Linked DNA regions of Mustela erminea: region 2 is linked to region 1. The links are chromatin contacts, called in public Hi-C maps. All regions are on one chromosome and are shown on one strand. The core of a region is the stretch at or near the end of the contact, and the rest is flanking DNA. Distances in the headings are between cores, read along the strand shown. Region 1 has its middle 450 kb from the start of AKR1E2. Region 2 has its middle 400 kb from the start of KLF6.

What was found. Hi-C and Micro-C count contacts between places; a contact is called where the count stands out from the background.
Region 2: a contact with region 1 is called in a Hi-C map of fibroblasts, with 2.9 times the contacts expected there. The contact joins two enhancer-like sites. A contact is called at or near these places in 2 of 3 Hi-C or Micro-C datasets (fibroblasts and spleen).

What each region holds. Positions count from the first base shown.
Region 1 is chr6:141,396,564-141,401,924 of mMusErm1.Pri, reverse strand. No RefSeq gene overlaps it. Among named protein-coding and RNA genes, the nearest start is that of AKR1E2, 450 kb to the right of the region's middle. Within about 2 kb of position 2,129, the one cell type or tissue checked has open chromatin away from gene starts, as enhancers often do. A contact at or near this core is called in fibroblasts, where this site is marked.
Region 2 is chr6:141,476,796-141,482,081 of mMusErm1.Pri, reverse strand. No RefSeq gene overlaps it. Among named protein-coding and RNA genes, the nearest start is that of KLF6, 400 kb to the left of the region's middle. Within about 2 kb of position 2,306, the one cell type or tissue checked has open chromatin away from gene starts, as enhancers often do. A contact at or near this core is called in fibroblasts, where this site is marked.

The sequences.
Region 1 (5,361 bases), core at 880-3,379:
TAAAGTGTCACAGGAACAGGCTGGCTAAGCGTACTTACTGAACGGAACTGAAAACGGGTGTTCCGGCAAAACCGCACGCACGAACACGGACAGCAGCATCGTTCATAACAGCCGAAACATAGAAGCAGCCCAAATGTCCACTGATGGATGGATAAACAAGATGTGGTGCCATCGTACAAAGGACAATTATTCAGGCATGAAAAGGAATAAAGACCTGATTCTTGCTGAAGTACGGACGAGCTCAAAAACATCAAGCTGAATGAACGAGGCCAAGACACAAAAAGCACATTTTCATCCCACTCGTACGAAATGTGCAGAATAGGCAAATCCATGGAGACAAAAAAAAAAAAAAAAAAACCAGGGGGTGCCAGGGGCTGGGGACAAGGGGAAATGAGGAGCGGCCCTCTGGTTTGGAGTTTCCTTTGGGAGGCAAAGATTGTCTGACACGAGGTGAAGGTGGTGGCTAAATAACATTGTGAATCACTAAATGGGACATTATTACACATTTTTAAGAGATTAAAATGGTGATTTTTATGTTATGTGAATTCTAGTTCAATAAAAAAATCCTTTGGTTCCTTTTTAAAAATTACTTTGACCCCTACACCTCAGGATAGGACATGTTTTTAATCTGAATGTTCCACAGCTGTAGATTCTCAAGGAGTCTCTCGATGACCTTCCAAACCCTCGTTAACCTCAGACATGTTAGCCTGATTTCTAAATCCTACACATGACTCCCAAGTCTGACTGAAATTTGATTTTATCAGGCATGACATAGTTGGTCAACTCTCCTTTGGAAATGGAATGTTAACTATTTGAAATCAGAAAACCAGGATTCTAGAGACTTGTTTTCTGAGAAAAGAGAGAGGCCAAACCCTTCCACTGAGGACTCAGCCAGCTCATGTCGCTCTTCATGGGACCTGTTTGAAGAAAGAGTTCATGATTTCTTGTGCAAGCTGATCACCAGAATGAGCATTTACTTGTTTTCTCTCTTTTTTTTTTTTTTAAGATTTTATTTATTTATTTCACAGAGAGAGATACAGCAAGAGAGAGAGCACAAGCAGGGGGAGTGGGAGAGGGAGAAGCAGGCTTCCTGCTGAGCAGAGAGCCTGATGAGGGACTCAATCTCAGGACCCTGGAATCATGACCTGAGCCAAAGTCAGAAGCTTAATGACTAAGCCACGCAGGTGTCCCTCACTGTGTTATTTTTTTAAAAAGATTTATTTTTTACTTATTTATTTGACAGACAGAGATCACAAGTAGACAGAGGGGCAGGCAGAGAGAGAGGAGGAAGCAGAGAGCCCGATGAGGCTGAGCAGAGAGCCCGATGTGGGACTCGATCCCAGGACCCCCGGATCATGACCTGAGCCGAAGGCAGAGGCTTAACGCACTGAGCCACCCAGGCGCCCCTCACTGTGTTGTTCTTACGAGGACAGTGATCTTTACCTTCTTTGAAGTTATAAAATTTCAGACATGCTAGAAAAGTTCTCCTCCCCCGAGCTCCACTCGGACACGTCTGAAATCCTAGATTCTGTAAGAAGCTGTAAGAGCTGCGGGGGATGGCAGGCCCCTGACGCCCCACAAGCATCAGCCCATTGCGGGATCCGTAACACAGGACCCTCTGCACTCCATCGAGGCAGGGCTGGCGCGGGGCGGGGCGGGGGTGGGGGAGGGTCTGAACATCCCCCCCCCCCCCCGCCCCAGGTGAGCCCATACTTAGCTGTCACTGCTAGAGTCAGGAAAGGGATTTGAGGAAGACAGGCTTCCTGCTCATAGCCCACGGGTGCAGTGCATGTTGCCGACTTCGGGTGTTCCTGCTCTCCGTCATTTCGGAGAAAGCAAATCTCGAGGGACACACACACCTGGAACACCTCTCCGTGGGCACAGGCTCTTGTGGTTTCGGGAACTGGCGTGGGAGGCACAGCTGAAACTGCTGCAGAGGCTGGCACTCCAGCGAGACCTTCCAGCCGCCGGAGCTCAGCACAGGGAACACGAAGATACCACATAGCACACCGCTGACGACAGTCCCCCACATGACTCACCCCAGAAGCGCGTCCCCGCGCTGGGCCTTACCCTTTCTGTGGAAAACATTCTCCAGGGCCCTTGGAAGAGGATGACTCATGCCAGGGGGTATTTTTAGGAATCTGTTAACTTGCCTTCAGCATAACAAATCCAGTTGGAGAGGAGCGCTGAGCCATTCCCCACGAGCCGATCCCAGGGTTGTCCTCATGCCAGGCTTTCTTGGTGTGCAGACTGAGTCATCTTCCAGGGAGGCAGGAGGGGAAACAGAAGAAGACTGTTGCTACAACAGGGAATTTGAGATGATGCTGAAGAACCCAATAGCGTCCCTATCTGTGTCTTTATAGGATCGCACCTGCTCTCTCCAAGCTCATCTCATAATCCCGGTGAGATCTGACAGCATCGCTCCAGGGCATTGTAAGGACCACGTTCATATCAGCACGGGGCTTAGAGCGGAGTGGAACAGGCAAAAATGCTTTATGGACAACACTGAGTCCGGAAGGTGCTTGTACACTGGCCCCTTGCATGTCAGACCACTGGACAAGAGTGCCGTGTCACAGGAGGGATGCCTGAGAGGTGTGAGAGTGACCGGGACACTTTTCTGGAAGGTTGGGAGTCTCCCAAATGTGTGTGTGTGTGAGCACATGTAGGTATGTGTGGGAATGTGCGTGCTTGTGCGCAGTTATGTGTGTGTTGTACATGTGCATGTTTCACTTGTGCATGTGTGGGTGATACTGTGTATGCGTTTGTGTGTGTACGTATGCTTTTGTGTGTGCACATGTGTATTTGTGTGTATCTGTGTGTGTTGGTAGGCATACGTATATGGGTGTGTATCTGTGTGTGTATTCAGGTGTTTGTGTGTGTGTGTGCGTTTTTGTTACCAAACACCCGTTCCAGCTACGTGGGTCCATCAGGCCGCTGCTGGGTGAGTCAGTGAGTGGTTTGTAGAGTGTTTGAAGCTGAGAAATGGAATCTTTGTTTCAGTAGCAGAAAAGGAAATCCTGCCATCAAAGGCCAAGAGAGCAAGCATTCAGTATGGTGTCGTTTTACTAACGTGGTAAGAATTTCACGTTCTCTGGTAATGATCAAAAGCCAAAAAAAAAAAAAAAACCAAAAAAAAAAAACAAGCAAATGTCCAAAACACAAATTCTTTTCGGCTGGCCTGCCGTTTTCCTATTACTTCCACTGTTGCTGCTTTCCTCTTTGTTTTTTCTCTGGCCCAACATTTACATTGCTCTTCCACGATGGTTTTCCTGTCCATACAAGCTCTAACCTTCCCTCGCCAGGGCGTGCGAGTTTGTGTTGACGGGTCCTCTACCTGGCTTGGCTGGGTGAAACCCACATTCGTGAATTTACAAGGTGCTTCTCTTCCACGAGGCGCTGCCACCGCCCAGGACCAATCCCCTCCTCACCACCAGCATTTTTCAGACAGATGGTGCCTTTCCACTCCAGCAGGGAGCCACAACCACCAATTTTAGAGAGTAAATTGGAAAGCTGATGTTCCCTTTTAAATAAGCAAAGGATCACTGATCCAGCTCAGCCAACAGAGAAAACCAGATCTCAAATATCACCCTGAATTTAAACCACTATGACACTGTCCTTTGCTGGAAAAAAAGAAGAAAAACACCACATAAGATTTTTACATTCAAACTCTGACCGTGGTTTTCTCCAGTTTCACTGAGAGTGGAAAGCACAAATCACTGTCTTTTTGACAATGCATTTGGCCTGGCCCAGAATGAGAAAGTATTAGATAATGCGCACAACATCTTGTTGTGGGGGCCATCCTCAGTCATCTTTCCAGACTCAAAATATTTCAGTAACCTGAAGAGACAATGTTATCCAAAATGGCCACTATTTAAGAACTACTGATTATTAAAAAATTCTGTTGTTGAAGTTGTAGTCAAATGCTCCCATTTAGATGCAGATAGGATAAGAAAAAAAGAGAGAGAGAGAGAGAGACTTTAGAGATATTTATCCCTGGTCTTTAATAGGTATGATGTGCAAATTGCCTATATACTTAACTTAGTCAATATCCCTTGTCCTCCAAATTTCCACTAAATTGTCTATTTCTTCAAGGCACTTAGATATGCAGGTACTTTCCTACTATCAGCACAGTGTCCAGGGTTTGAAATTTGCATGTTTTCCCAGTTACTGTTGCTCAGCTTGTGATTACAAGGGGAAAAATATAGGGCCCTTGCTCCACAATTTTATCTCCGTGCTATATATAAAATACAGCCATCAGCGTGGTATGTTGTTTTGTACATGGGTCGGGAATAGCAGGGGACACACTGACTGTATTCCAACTCAATGACTCAGAACCTCCAGGCACCTTGTTTTCTCTCCTCCCCTCACAGAGCCACCAAGAGTGAGAACACACTTCTGTGGCTGGAACATTCTATCAGGTTAACGTGGCTCCGTCTATGAATCACGAAGCCCCAGACTTCATGTAATACAAGGGGCTGACGTGCACTTTTCCCACCGCTGCATCCCTAGAGTCCATCACGGTGCCTGACGGAGCTCACGTGATCCAGAAACACTATGTACAAAGGGACCAAAAATCCCTGACCTCGCAGAGAGACCTGCTCCTCCTTCCCTAGGTATTTTTCTAGAGAAGGGAGGAAGGGAAAACTAACCAAAGCTCCCAGTCATCACAGCTTCTAACATCTTTTCATCTACCAGAGTGGAATTGCAGGACCCAGTTTCACAACTCACATTTCATGAGATCAAGTTACTTTACAAAAACAAAACAAAACAAAAAAACCTAACTAACTTAAAAAAAAAAAAAAGGTCTTGGTCACCTTTGCATTTTGTCGTAAACACTAACGTCCTGGTTCTGCCTTTGTTCTGATGGAGAGTCTTAATTTTTATCAAGTAGACCACAAGAAGTGCTCCAGCAGCCAGACATGACCTCTGTGTCTCCCAAGAAATGTGTCGGGTTCTGTCAAGCACCCACTCTAATTCTATAAAAGCCTCGTGTCTCAGCCCAGACTGTGACAGCAGAACACTGCAGACCAGGGGGCTAAAGGACAGACATTTGTCTCTCACAGCTGGAAGCTGGAAGTCCAAGACCAAGGTGCCACTGGTTCAGCTCCCGGGGAGGGCACTCTCGCTGGTGTGCAGACGGCAGCCTCCTCTGTGTCCTCGTAGGGCAGAGACACAGAGAGCTCTGAGGTCTCCTCTTCCTCTCCAAGGGCACTAATCTCACCATGGGGGCCCCACCCTCATGACCTCATCTGACCCTAATTACTTCTCAGAGCACCCCCCTCCAAATACCACCCACTAGGGATGAAGCTTCAACATACAGGGTTTGGGGAACATAGACGTTCACCCTGCAGCATCTCACCA
Region 2 (5,286 bases), core at 1,057-3,556, 80 kb before region 1:
AAAGGATTCCTAATGGGTTGCTGGAAGCAAACAACTCGGCTTCAGTGTTCAAAAGATTGCTTAGTAGAAAAGAGTTTCCCTCTCTCCTCGTGTGGATTTCTCATTCTTCCTGATCATAACACCCAGCTGGACTCTAATTCCTGGACGTCCTGGTGCCCAGTGACTAAGTTCTTCTCAAGAGAACATGCACCACCAAAATATAGACATATAAGAACATGTTCAACTTGTACCTAAAAGGACCTCTCTTTTCTTCTGGGTGGATATAAGCTGCAGAGATTGGAGCACCTTGGGAAGATGTGAGCATGGTAAAATACCAGACCGGCCTGCTCTTGGAGGTGAGTCCTCAGCACAGAGCCTGTCTACCCAGCCCGACTGTCCCTCAAGTGAGAAAGAAACCTTTAACTAGTATGAATCATTGCATTTGGAAGGCATGTTTTGTACGTTGTCCTTCTCACTACCCATACGTGTTTCTTTGCTTTTTCTTTTACATTTGCTGAAGTCACCTCTTTGCAGAGCTAAACATGACTTATGTGTAGAACTGGGTATAGCTCACTGGAAAGTACAGAACAAAACATGATGCAAACATTTGGTATTTTTGTTGAGAAACTCAAGATCATGTGCACAGGAAACACAAAAGTAATGAAGTATATGACTAAGCATCTATTTAAATAAATAAATTGACAGGGTTCTAGAATCCTAAATGGAAAGCAAGTCAGAACCTTCTAGAAAGTCAGAGCAGTTTGGAGGAGGGATCAGTAGAAGCCGGAGTGGCCTTGCAAGGTTTCTAGGTAGAAGGACTTTCAGTCAAATCCGAAGGGCTGTTAAGTGTGTACCTGTCTGGGAGACCCAGCTTTCACGTGGGTCAGGAGAGGGGAGAGATCTTCCACCATTGTCAAATGAAATATCTCTCACTTTTCTGTTCTTTTCTGTATCTCCCATCTGGGCTGCCAGTCCGAATTCTCAGCTCTGAGGGTTGGACATGAGATCTTGTGATGGGAAAACTTTCATGATGGCATGTCTGGGAGGTTGCATACGCCTGTGCTCAGAACCCTTCTCCCCAGGTAATCCTACCAGCGTCTCCCACCACACCTCGTCTCGGATGCCACTTCCCCTGGAGCTTTGCCAGGCTCTCAACCTACATTCTGTGCCTGTCATGTAGAAGTACCTTGACTTCCCATCACAGCCTTGCAGCATGAGGCCTCAGTTTCCAGGAAACTAACGGTTCTTCCATGGGACTATCAGCTGTATGTGGACCCACATTATATTTTGTTCAAAGAATCATTCCCAAGTGCTTAATACCTAAAAGAAAAAAAAATGTGGTCTCAATAAAAATACAGTAAGTAAATGAACAGATGAATATTTGTGCTTTTGGGCCAGACCAAAATAGGGAAGACACTGCAACTGAAATTTATCCTATGGTAGATAATACCGAGTGTCTTCTCAGTAAGGTAGAAATTTTTCAAATGACAAGTTGTTCTATTAACAATATGTGGTCACATGGGAGTTCGCTAAATTCTTCTGTCCTTTTTTGGGAGCTTAAAATATGAAATGAGTTCACAGAGGTGGAATAGTTTCAAGCAATAGAAGGCCAAGATTAAACTGCTTCTTATTTCCCCTCTGAGAAGGAATCATTTATCTCTAGTGGAACGATCAGAGCCCTGGATAAAAATAAAAATGTGAATTTTTAAAATAGGGCTCACTTTTTGAACTACTCTTCCAAAATGAATCATGCAGTTTGGCCTTTTTATTTGAACTATTCTGATGCAATTTTCCCCACACAGATGTAAAGTATATTAGAAATGGCTCCTCCGTTGTAGGGTTTAGGAACTTGGGAAGACTTTTCAGGTTTGCAAAAGCTCAACTTCATCTGCTGGGTACTGAATGGATGAATACTCAGCTCTCAGCCCTAGTTTACTTTGCAAATGGAGGGAGCAGTCACAAAATTAAGTATCCAGTTGATGATTTCTTTGGGCTCTGTGTGGTAGCAACTAATTAAAACGTAGAAACAGAACATGGAAAACATTTTTATGCCCAAAACAAATCCCTCTTTATCAGTAGAGGCCAATCCTGCACTAGTTTTTCTCAAGGGGGTGGTTGTGCTGGTCCGGGGTACATTTGGCAATGTCTGGAGGCATTTTTTAAAATGAAAGGTTTATTAATTTATTTTATCCAGATGGAGCACAAGCAGGAGGGGCAGAGGGGAATGCAGAGAGAAACTTGGGTGCCCAGGACTGCTCCCTGTGTCATGCATCAGGCCCTGAAGTATCAGCATTGAGCAACTGCGTTCTGTACTCGGCCAAGTCCCTCATATCCTAGGGAGGCAGGAGGATCTCCTGGCGCCCTGCCTTCTCCATGACTCAGGCCCACATCTTGCAGTCCAGACCCTTCCAACATGGACTCCATCCACACAGGAAACAGGGACCTGTGGCCCCAGTTCAGTGGAGGGGCGGGTCACCTCTGACCCACTCACCCACCTCTGGGGTCTAGAAATTCCCAGTGCTGAGTCCACCGGAGATGCCAGAGACACCCCCGTGGAGGCAATATAACACCCCAGGGCCGGGGATGGGCGTCCTCTGCATGTGACTTTTGGGCTGCTGGTCAGGTTTCTGTTTCATCTTGCCCACCTTGGGACCAGGGTGGGGATTACACGGGAGAATTGTCTGCTGCGGGAGCCGTGGCTGTGGCTCTGGAGTGGCTGACTCCATCAGCACCGTCAGGAGGGGCTGCCCACGCTCACCCTCTCCTCTGCTAGGAGCTGCAGAAAACAGTCCCCATGTTTTTACCTGCAGGACGGCACGGGGCCGGCCTCTGTGCGGTCAGGAGCCGAGCGGGACATGTACACTCTCTAATCGGGGAGCTCTGCTTGGCTCTGGGACCTGAGCTTGATTCCGCAACAAAGGATGTTCTGGAGCTTAGAAATTATTTCATCGCCAGCTTATCCACATTCTTGGAAAGAGGTGATGGTTAAGTCACCAAACTTTCCTCTGTTTGAGCAACTCTACAGAGGAAGACCTTATTTATTTATTTTTTTTCCAGCTGAACTTGTGGTCACTGCTTAGAGGCACAGGGGTCTAATAATGTTTATGTTATGGTTGTGAATTTAAATATTGTAAGTGATGGAACATTCGCCGAGTCATGCCTGCGACTCTGTACACACCGCATCCGTGTCTGGGACAGTGTGAATGTGAGTGCCAGGGCAGAGTGAGGCTGAGGACCCACACGCGCGAGTCAGGTGGAGATTTAGAACATTTAGAACATTGGTGGTATTTATAACGCATAAATGGTCCATCTTCTTTTTTTCTTAATGATTAGTCATGTTTTAAAGCTATCTTAGATTTGCAGAGAAACCGTGGAGAAGAGCGGGGTGTGCCCCTCTGACCCTTCTCCCTGCCCCAATTCCTCTGTCAGTAACATCTTGCATTAACATAGTAAACTGGTCAGAACTGATGAGCCAATATTATCAGTATTATTTAATGGAATATGAGCAGTTACCTAGTGCAGTAGTCACATCAATACTATATTAATTTCAAGTGTACAGCAGGGATTCAATAATTCTGTATCTTACAAAGCGCTCACCCAGACAAGCGTAGTCACCATCAGACACCCTATGACATCATCACAATGACTCTATCACAGTTCTATCCCCTATGTTGCATTCACTCCCGTGACTTGTCTATTTTCTAGAGGAAGTCTGTACATGTTAACCCTCTCATCTCTTTTGCCCAGTCCTTCTCTGGCAACAAGAAGTCTATTCTCTGTATTTATGAGTCTGTATCTGGTTTTTTTTTTTTTTCCATTTGTTTTGTTTTTTAGAATCCATATGGAAGTGAAATCATGAAGCAATTGTCTTTTCTGTATGACTGATTTCACTTAGCATGATACCTTCCTGATGCATCCGTATTATCACAATTGCCAAGATTTCAATCTTTTTTATGGCCGAGTACTACCTCACTGTGTATACATACCACATCTTCATCCATTCATCTGTCCATGGACGCTTGGGTTGCTTTCCTATCCTGGCTTTGTGAATAATGGTGCCAAAAACACAGGGGGCCACATACTTTTTGAATTAGTGTTTTTGTTTTCTTCAGGTAAGAACCCAGAAGTTGAATTGCTGGGTTGCAGGGTATTTCCATTTTTAATTTTTTGAGGAACCTCCATACTGTTTCCCACTGTGGCTGCACCAGTTTGCATTCTCACCAACAGTGCATGAGGGTTCCTTTTTCTCTATGTCCTTGCCAACGCTGGTTATTTCTTGTCTGTTTGTTTCCAGCCATTCTGACAGGGGTGAGGTGATGTCTCCCTGTTATTATGATTTGCATTTCCCTGATGATAAAGGCCATTTGGATGTCTTCTTTGGAGAAATGTCTATTCAAGTCTTCCTCTTTTTTTTTTTTTAATTTTATATGTTATGTTAGCCACCCTAGAGTACATCATTAGATTTTGATACAATGTTCCATGATTCATTGTTTGCCTATAACACCATGTGTTCCATGCAAACTATTCAGGTCTTCAGCCCACTTTTAAATTGATGGTTTGTCTTTTTGAAAATGAGTTGTATGACTTCTTTATATATTGTGGATATTACTCCCTTATGGGACCTATTACTTGCAAATATCTTGTCCCGTTCTTTCTGTTGCTGTCCTTCACTAGGTACAGTTTTTTTTGTACTTTTTCAGTTTTTGCTTTTCAGTTTGATGTGGTCCCACTTGTTTGTTTCTGCCTTTGTTCCCTTACCTCAGGAGACATATCTAGAAAAAATACTGCTAGGGCTGATGTCTAAGGGTTACTGCCTGTTTTCTTTCGAGGGTTTTATAGTTCCAGGTCTTACATTTAAGCCTTAAATCCGTTTTGAGTTTATGTTTGTGTATAGTGTGAGAAAGTGGTCCAGTCTCGTTCTTCTGCAGGTGGTGGTCCAGGCTCCCAGCACCGTTTACTGAAGGGACAGTCTTTTCCCCCACTGTATATACTGCCTCCTTTGTCGCAGATTAATTTGACCCTATAAGCATGGGTTTATTTCTGGGCTCTCTATTCCGTTCCATTGATCTAGGTTTCTATTTTTGTGCCAGAAGAGCCAGCATGATTGATGATACATTGTTATTAACTGAAGTCCACAGTTTACATTAGGATCCACTCTATGTTGTCTAGTTCCATAGATTTGGAGGAGTGTTTCACCAATGCAACATCCTACAGAGTGTTTTCACCATCCTAAAGACCCTTTGTGTTCTACCTGTATATCCCTCCAACCCCCCCCCCCAAAAGCAGGCAGCCCCTGCCCTGTTTTCT